Linked DNA regions of Mus musculus: region 1 is linked to region 2. Evidence: chromatin contacts called from public capture Hi-C data. All regions are on one chromosome and are shown on one strand. The core of a region is the stretch at or near the end of the contact, and the rest is flanking DNA. Distances in the headings are between cores, read along the strand shown. Region 1 has its middle 160 kb from the start of Gm12511. Region 2 overlaps Gm12506 (a long non-coding RNA gene).

Region 1 (4,526 bases), core at 43-2,542, 110 kb before region 2:
CTGTGGCCTCTAGAACAGGGCCAAAGTCCCACAAGTGAAGTGACAAATGAATCAACTCAGCCAGGGCTTAGTCATTCTTAGGTACTTTCCACACAGACACATCGAGATGGTTACCAGAGAAAAGTCTGCCTGCCGACCTCACAGCTGCCCAGAGAAAATGTTGTTGTAACCTTTCCTTCACAGGGGAACAAGCAGCATCACTCTCCTTTCCTTCCCGTCCTTTCTGGAGCGAGATGCCCTGGCAAGGGAGCTGAAGTGCTTGTTTTTGTTTACCCTGGAGGAAGTTTCCAGATAGTTCTGAATCCAGGGCTTTGAATATGGGGCCGGCCCTTCAAGTCTTAGGCACTTAATGTCTAAGTGCATAAACAACTCCTCAGAGGCCACTGTCACTGGCCATCCAGATTCTCGGCCTTCCCAGCTAGCTCTCTGGTCAACAAGAGTATCCTTTAGGCTTTCAGATTCCAGAAAGACTGTGGAAGACTGTCCAAGCCCCTCACACTGATGTAGAGCGAGCTGGCTTCGCATACTTGTTATCCCAGAAATCAATAGGTCAAGCAGGAAGACTACCATAAGTAGTACCATACCAGCCTGGGCTACTTAGTGAGTGCTGGGTCTGCCTGGTCGACAATATGAGGTTGTTGTTTGCTTGTATGTATGTATATTTGTTTGTTTGTTTGTTTAATAAACAAAAATGTCTTCCCTTCCACCTGAGACATTAGATTGTAACTTCCTGGTCCCCTGTTCTTGCTTCTTAGTAATGGGGATTAAGAGTGCTCACCCAAAAATGGAGGGAAAGGCACATGAAGAAATGATCACAGCCTGGAACTCTCGCCCTCTGCTCCAATTCTTCAATCATTTCTGTGCAACCTTTCTCTATTTAAATTTCCTCTTTTACTTCCTATGTACTATCTCATTCTGTCTCCTCTCCTCTCCTCTCCTCTCCTCTCCTCTCCTCTCCTCTCCTCTCCTCTCCTCTCTTTTCTTCTCTGTTATCTGTATTTTTTTCTGCCTTGTTTTTAAGCCTCAGTCCAACCCCTACCCCATTCATAGCCATTTCTCTGTCTGGTATAGCTTTGGCGTGCAGCTATTGAAAGCTAGCCAGACTCTGGTTAAAAAACGTTGCAATTCTTGGCCGGTGTTTCTCTCCTTCCAAACGAGGGTGATGTTTCAGGCATAGGAAGTCCTGCCATCCATTTAGGCCCCAGGGAAGAAAAATAGCACAGCCTTTGTGTGTGGCCTTAGGTGGATGGTGAAGTGGGCCTCTGCATACTCACAGAAATAAGTCTGGTGTTTCAGAGAATTGTGAAATGTGTGCAGGCAATGTGTCATCCCAACAACAGTGAGTCAGTCTCCAGGCCCAGGCCCAAAGCTGGCTGCCTTTGCTTTCTAAATAGAAAGTGTATTCCTGGCCAGCCAGGCATTAGCAGAGGAGTGGTGGGTGAGTGAATGGACAGAGAAGCAGAGAAGACGTGCTAGTCCATACATCACAGGTTCCCAGGAAAATCAGGCTCCCCCTTTTCGGCCATCATTGGGAAGAGGGGCCCCTTAGTCTTGCAAACTTTATATGCCCCAGTACAGGGGAATGCCAGGACCAAGAAGTGGGAGTGGGTGGGTAGGGGAGCAGGGCGGGCGGGGGGGTTATAGGGGACTTTTGGGATAGCATTTGAAATGTAGATGAAGAAAATATCCAATAAAAAATTGAAAAAAAGGAAAATTTGTAAAAGAGCATTCTTTTTCCTTCTTTCCTAGTCACTTGAATCTGGTGTGTGTGTGTGTGTGTGTGTGTGTGTGTGTGTGTGTGTGTGTGAACTTTGCCCTTTGTCATTTATTTCAGCCTGAGCTTCCAGAGTGACCTTCCAAAATAAAGCCATAAAACTGCGACACAGTGGCCTAGATGACCTGAATGTGATAATCAGCCTCAATCAAATGGAGTTCAAAATCTCATCTTACCTTCCACTAACACTGTGAGAAGAGACAGAGACAGAGACAGAGACAGAGACAGAGACAGAGACAGAGACAGAGACAGAGACAGAGACAGAGACAGAGGCAGAGGCAGAGGCAGAGGCAGAGGCAGAGGCAGAGGCAGAGGCAGATAGAGACAGAGACAGAGACCAAACACAGAGAACATTCATGCATATGTATGGGTATTATTTGGGTATTACTGAGTAAATTTCCAAGCTCTCTGGAATCTTAGCATCACATTAGCTAAGAGGACCTGTCTGTCATGTATACCAGTGCTGTGTGCATGTGTGTGCATTCATGTATGTGTGCATGTCTGAGGGTACATCACTGGGTTTAAAAAACAATCTCTTTAGAGTCTCTGTCAATTCAAAACAAAACAAAAAACCCCTGCCTGCTCTTTCATGAAGTTTAAAGAAGGTAGCAACACTCACAGCAGGCGAGCATGGCATTCAGATGTCCTTATCTAACAAAAAGATGCTGTAGTTTGGAATGAATGTCCCCAGAGACCTATGTATCTGATACTTGGTCCGCATTCTGTGCTGCAACTGGGAGATCATAGGATGCTGAGGACATAGAAACTTGTGGAAGGAAAGGAGGTCATTGAAGGAGAGATTTGAGACCTGCCCATTTATGACCACAGTGATGTACTGCTATTCCAACACTATCAAATTCTGGACCAACAAGACCAGGGATTGAAACCAGGAACAAAAACAAACGTTTCCCTTTTATAAGTTGACTACTTTGGGTATTTATGTCACAGTGACAGAGAGCTGACTACCAAGAAGAGTCACAGCCTTAACTCCTCTTCATTCTCCAGCCTTCGGGTTGTTCTTTGGGTTGTCCTTCCAGAGAGTTTGAGCACTAGGCAACTTCAGCATCAGCAACAGCAGTAGCTACTACAGCAACTTTACCCCATTTGCTAGGGAAACGGAATATTAAAAGAAGACACACAGGACCCAGGGTCTTGTGTGCCAGCATCGTGGGCAGGCAGGGCTCCCTTTCATCCCTGGCAAACCAGATGCCAGAGTCATGTGGCTTCCACAACACCAGAGGAAGTGATGCAACCACCATCTAGCTTTGGGTCAGCCTGGAGAAAAGTGTTCTGTTACAGCGTGGGTGGTGCTGGCTTTCAGCTCAGCCTGCACCCTCTCCTAAGCCCACAGCAAAAGGGCAAGTAGATCCTGCCTCAGAGCAGACAATGCCCATTCGCCTTGCCCTCTGTAGCACTATCCCAGCCCTTACAGAGGGCTCAGCCAGGCCAGTCATTTCTGGCCATGGTTCACCCTTTCCCTTACCCTTGCTCCAACCCATAAGTTGTCCTCACAACAAACACCTGTTTCTTTTGGCAGGGACCCTGTAAGGTCCAGCCACACACTACTGACTTGATATGCACAAGAAGCAATATAATTGACTTCAATTATAATAACTACATCCATTAAAAAAACCTATGTAATGTTCATTCAGCAACCTAGGTAATGTGCAATTAATGACATTACCATATAAATTGTGCAGTGGGTCACTAATATGCAGATTATGTATAATGTTCAACATCTGTATTAATTATAGCACATGCCAGAAAAGTACGGCACTGAAAACTAGCAGTCCTGTCTTGGTTCTAAACCGTTTTGATTGTGCACGAACTCCTTTTTACGGGGGAGTTTTTTCTTTCATTGGAATATTTGCTTCCAGGTCTTTTATGCAAAGATGACCTTTACTGAGAAAAGAGAAGAAACTCTGAGAATCTCGTTAGAGCTGTGCTTGGGTAAACCTGAGAAGGCTCTGTTAGTTATTGCTCTGGGAACACGACCATCACCCTGAGGACGGAGTTCAGATTTCTGGGTTCTCGCCTAGACTCTGGTGATATTTTCCCTGCCAATCACAGCATGTCCACCAGGACATCCATTATCTTGGAAACAGTCATAATAAGCCTCGATGATGCTTACATTACCAAGACATTAAAGAGATGACCTCACTACAGACACCAGCATGCTTTGCAGATTCGAGACAGTCACAGAATTGAGCTGAGTTCTCAATGGGAAGGCTTCTATTCTTCCCTTTATGTGGCTCATTTGTTTGTGGGCATCAAAGGATTTCAACAACGGATGCCTTCTAAGTGGGTTTTCTTTTCTTTCTTCTTCTTTTGCCATAAATATACTGTTGGCACTATTTGGTGCCTGGAGTTGCCTCCTCCATTTTGCAGAATTTAGAAACTTGAGGGTAAGGCAAGTTAGCCAAGGTTATTCCAAAGAACAAACCTATGTCGGGAAGGAGATGATAGAAAATTGTCAGAGAGGTGTATATCCTAACTCTTACTGTTTCACCCCTGACTTCCATCTCTGTGCCCAGCCTTCACCTCCACAGGTGGGGACAAGCCAGTCTCTGAGCACACATCGCCATCATGTTCTTCTCCCATCACCTGCTGCCCATCAGGAGAGTCCTGATGGACCCACCCCGCACTGATCACCAGTCTAATCTCTAATCTACATTCAACACTCCTGGAAGCATTCAGTGGACCCCAATTTCAGACCAACCACTGTGCCAGCCAGACACATGGATAAAACCAA
Region 2 (5,090 bases), core at 2,145-4,644:
GGGCCACCAGTGTTTTCAGGACAGTGAGTGATCTCCATTCTTTCTGCCAAGATCTTGCTCAGAATCCTCAAGTCACATCATTTCCAACACACAGGAGCACCATAGCTGAGATGTAGTCTCCCATGGCTAATGCTGTCAACTTGTTAGAACTTAGGCTTACTGAAGAGATATGCCTCTGGCATAGGTACCAAGGATAGTCTGGGTTAGGTTCATTGAAGTGAGGAAAGCTATCCTAAATGTGAGCGGCATATTACAGTGGGCTGGGGTCCCAGACTTCATGAAAAGAGTGAAGAAAATGATCGTCAGGATTTGTCTCGCTGTCCTTCCTGCCTGCTGACACCGTGAGGCCAGCTGTCTTATCTAGTTGCCACTACTCTTTCCACACCATGACAGAAAGTACTCCTAAACTGTTCTCCAAAATAAACCACAAGAAAAGTAATGAACCCAAGCTCCTTGCATCATAAAAGTAGGAGAGACATGAAAAGTAAGCTTCTGTAGGTCAGCCAGTCCAGGGAGCACGTGCATTTCATGAGTCTGCCATGTTCCAGAGCAGCTCCTGTGGAGCTGAACCCCCCTTTGCCTTGGGGAGTCTCTATCTCATTCAGATCTCAGAATGAGGAGATGACGAGAAACTGCTGTGTGACCCTGGGAATCTTGTTGAGCCCCCCACCCCATGTAGTCTACATGGCCCAACATTCCACACAGAACTCATGTGGCTCTCCTACACATGGTCTTATTTTACCTCCCCATAAGGGAGACTCTGGTAGGCCCACTGACAAATGAATAAACTGAGGCCTGAGGAGATAATAAAGTACTCAAGGGAACACAGCAGCTAGACTAGAGCAGACCCAAGGCTCCGATCTGTGCCCTGGCTGCCTCTGTCTCCGCTGTCCTTTCTCTCATACATTATCAGCAGCTACCCAACATCCAAGTCCCCAGCCTGCAATTTCCAATTCTCCTCCATCCCATTTCCAAGGCCCTAGGCCAAAACTCAAGGGCAAACACAGGGAGGATGCAGTACCTGGCAGCCATGCATAAAAAAACCAGGGCTCGGGGTACCTGAATGACCTCTTCATAGTGATAGGACAAGACAGTCTTCACCTGTGGCAGAAATGATCTCTCTCTCTCTCTCTCTCTCTCTCTCTCTCTCTCTCTCTCTCTCTCTCTCTCTCAGAAACCCTCAAATACCAGAAGAGAGCACATGAAGCCAGTCATGGTAGCACATCTCTGTAGTCACAGCACTCAGGAGGCTGAGGCAGGAGGATGACAAATCTGAGGCCTGGGTTACATAGCCAGGCTAGCCAGTGAGTGCCAGGATAGACTCTTTCTCAAATCAGCCAAGTAAGAAACAAGAGGGCGTATAGGCAGTTCTTACAAAAATAACCCATGTCTGTAAGTTCCTAAACTCACTAACCTTCAGTGACAGGGCCTTAGTCTAGGAGACACTCTCCACACAGACAATGTAGACCAAAGAAGTTCCTCTCAAAGTTCAGAATTCTGACAAATGAGAAAGAAAGAAAGAAAGAAAGAAAGAAAGAAAGAAAGAAAGAAAGAAAGGAAGGAAGGAAGGAAGGAAGGAAGGAAGGAAGGAAGGAAGGAAGGAAGGAAGGAAGGAAGGAAGGAAGGAAGGAAGGAAGGAAGGAAGAGAAGGAAAGAAACAGCGTAGGCCTATCGACCAAAAGGGAAAAAAAAAAACCAATGTTAAATGGCAGGTAAGAAAGAAGTAATTTATCGGGAGAATGATAGGAAGTCCATGGGTAAAAAACAGAATTTCATTTTCTCACCATACGAAGTAGGTGTGTAGTCTTCCCTTCCCCCAGTTCCTCCGTAAATAAGGGGCTAGTGCTATCTGTGAAATAATTTATGATCCGGTGTGCTCCATTGTAAATGGCTGCTGTGTTTGCCAGCTACACCCCTGAGCACACTGACCTTCGCAGGTGAGCTCTGTGTTTATAGCACAGAAAATTGTTTTACTGCTGAAGCCCAGGCAACTCATATACCGGACACCTGTCAGGAGGGAGAGGGGGATCAATCACTCTGTGCTTTCAGGAAGAGGGATCCGCAGAGGAACAAGGTACCCCTCGTGTGGCCTAGCCAGGTCAAACAAACTACTAAGTACACGGTCAAGTTTGGGCCGCAAGAGACATCCAAGTCCAGGGTGAGCCAACTCAACACTCCAGGCCGGGGACTGAAGGCCAGAAGGCAGTCTGGAGACTCGAGAAGTCTATCAGTTCTGCCAGAAACCAACAAGCTGGAGTCCGAGGCAAGCATGCAAATAATGCCAAGGACTAAGGTGGAATAACCTAGATATGCTGGGAAATATGGCAGGCCAGGAACAAAAGAAAGATGGCGGCAGGAGCCAAAGGTCCAAAGCTGCACATCCACCCTGAGGCAAAATGAGAGGTGTCTGCAGTGTACTCAAGAAACAAAGTATGTACTCAAAAATTGAGTGGAGTGGCAAGGGCAGGGCTGAGGTAAAAAAAAAAAAAAGCATTCGTTGCCTTTGACTGTACAGCTCAGTCTAAGGAGGAAACTGTCATTGTCATCACCATCATCATCATTATCATCATCCCCACCAATACCTCAGTATGTAGATTTCAGAGAGGTTTGGAGATGGAACAAACACCCCTAGTAGGATAATTACGGGGCTGGGGCTGTACCTCAGTGATAGAGATCACATCCATCAGGCTCTAAGTGTAAGCCCTAATACTTCCCTTTAAAAAAAAAAAAACAAGAGGCAGTGTTGAGAGGGAGATGGCTTAACAGGTCAAGCCTGACAGCCTGAGTTTGATCCCCAGAACCCACAGTAAAAGGAAAGTTGGTCTCTGACCTTTACATGAGCACGGGGCATGTGTACATTCACACCCACACGCATGAGTACACACTCAACAACAATAGAAAGCTTTGAAAGATTTAAAGAGAGATTTACTAAGCATCCACGTGGCTTCACGGACTCCCTTTTGCTAGTGAGGCAATCAAGTCTTCACCAGACATTTAACAGGGCCCCTGACTTAAAAACAAAACAAAAACAAACAAACAAACAAACAAAAAAAGCCTCTTGAATTTTGAACCACAAGATGAGGCCTACACCGACCGAGAACAGACAGAGGTATACAAAAGAGCAGAGATAAGGGCTAGATCTATCGCTTAGTGGTAGAGCACATGCCTCTCTTCCATGAGGCCTAAGGTTCAATTCCTTTCACTATTTAAAAAGAGAGAGAGAGAACAATACTATACTTGGAGGAGTCCTTTCCTTCACACAATGATGAAATCAAGGACAGGACACAGTTTCCTCACACGGAGGCCCTGGAAGAAGGCTTCTCTCTCGGCCCTAGGCCTAGTCAAATGAGGAAGAGTCAAATGGGCTGGCCTGCAGTTGCCCAACACCCTGGGCCTCTGGGGAGAAGGAAAGAGGAAGTTAGCCATTGTGTCCAGACCAAGTGAGAAGCTTAGTGCGTTCCATGCCTGGTGTTTTCAATTCTGGGCCTTTGAAGGACATTTTAATTTTTTAATTGAAAAAAAAATTACAGTTGATGATCTGCCAGTTCCTCACACACACAATTATCACTGAAGGCCAGACCCTCACCACCTTGTAAATAAACAATAAACTGAGAAGACCTGAAATCAGTGAGGTAGAGGTTTTTTCACCTGGGTCCCTGCTCCCCTGACTATGCTCACATCAACACTGATGAAGCCTCAGACGAGATCTTCACACCATAACCCAGAGTCTAACCCTGGGGCTAGAACATCCTGACACTTGTGGATATCATATCGACTTGTAGATCTGACTACTAAATAATGATACAGAGCATGAGGTAGCGTTCAGAAGTTTCTAGACCCCTTGCCTAGCACTTGCAAGCCTTGGGTGCTATCCCACTCTGCAGACACATTCATCTCTATAACAATGGAAGAAAGACTAGCAACAGGACATGCGAGAGAGAGAGAGAGAGAGAGAGAGGAGAGTCCAAAGTGGATGTGCCTTGGAATCCTAGCCAGCAGAGAGCTGAGTATTCTACTGGCAACAACAAGGCAAGGTGACATTGGCAAAGACCCTGAAGGTCCCAGAGCCAAGCCACATGCCACTCACTTCCAAGTCTCGCTGTTCTCCCATCCCCCGGGAGGGAAGTGTGCTATAAAAGAACACAGAGCACGGAAAGAGCTCTCCCCTGGCTTGTTCAAGACAGAAAGAAACAAACTGAAGTCAGGTTGATCTCTGGAGACTCCAGGTCTGTGGGCTGAAAACCCCCTGGTCTAAATTTACCCTGATCATTCACTACTGGGGCTGTGACAAGGCAGTTACTTAGTGAACATTTGCCAAATAAAACTCACCTAATAAACAAGGTGCATGTGGCTTTGGATGCAACCCAGGGAGTTATTACAACCCCTAAAGAAGGGAAACACTAACATCCAACCACTCATTCTTTACTCCATACATATTTGATGAGCATCTGTCATGTTGCAAACTATGTGTGACACACTAGGGAGAAAAAGCATGGGACATGCTAGACACGGTCTCCAACCCCCCCACAGGCTTACAAACCAGTAGGAAAGAATGAAGGTAAATTAAGAGACACCTAAGATAAGTATAGATTATAGTAATGCTATGAAGAAATAGGCAGGGGGTGGAGTAGAAGTTATTGGTGAGGGCCATTCGGCTGGACAGCCAGGGGAGCTTCCGAAAGGGGGTCTTTCAGGAGCTGAAGGGTGGGAAGAGGAAGTGCCATCCAGGCCAAAAAAAGGAACATGTGGCTAGACTAGGAAGGATTCAGGACAGAAAAGAAAGATGCGAGAGGGAAGACACAGTAGATATGGAGGTTAACTGTCTAAAGGTGCACATCGCTTTATGTTCTGCCAGTACAGCATTCTCCCTCCTTCTTTAGCAGCAGAATAACCTTTTTTTTAGACATGAGGCTTGATTAGTATTGATTCCTCTTCCCAGGACAGAGATGGGACACTAATCTATGCTTAGTTAATCAATCCCCACCTGCTCCCACCCACCCCCACGATCCCAACCATTCATGATAGCAAGTCCTCTTGTGCCTGGGCTGTCCACACACTTGATCAGGTCAACAAACAAGATCTCGCCTGCA

Evidence for each region. Capture Hi-C pulls out chosen DNA fragments and counts their contacts.
Region 1: a capture Hi-C map of bone marrow-derived macrophages shows a contact between it and region 2, with 3 times the contacts expected there. The contact joins two enhancer-like sites. A contact is called at or near these places in 1 of 15 datasets of contacts at CTCF or cohesin (the NIH/3T3 cell line), 1 of 484 Hi-C or Micro-C datasets (macrophages), 2 of 115 datasets of contacts at active chromatin or transcription factors (embryonic stem cells and microglia) and 1 of 9 other capture datasets (bone marrow-derived macrophages).

Annotation. Positions count from the first base shown.
Region 1 is chr4:55,728,992-55,733,517 of GRCm38.p6, reverse strand. No RefSeq gene overlaps it. Among named protein-coding and RNA genes, the nearest start is that of Gm12511, 160 kb to the right of the region's middle. Within about 2 kb of position 1,292, at least 131 of the 459 cell types and tissues checked have an H3K27ac peak or open chromatin away from gene starts, as enhancers often do. A contact at or near this core is called in bone marrow-derived macrophages and macrophages, where this site is marked.
Region 2 is chr4:55,621,830-55,626,919 of GRCm38.p6, reverse strand. All of the region lies in intron 4 of Gm12506 (a long non-coding RNA gene), which reads right to left. Among named protein-coding and RNA genes, the nearest start is that of Gm12511, 53 kb to the right of the region's middle. Within about 2 kb of position 3,394, at least 77 of the 459 cell types and tissues checked have an H3K27ac peak or open chromatin away from gene starts, as enhancers often do. A contact at or near this core is called in bone marrow-derived macrophages and macrophages, where this site is marked.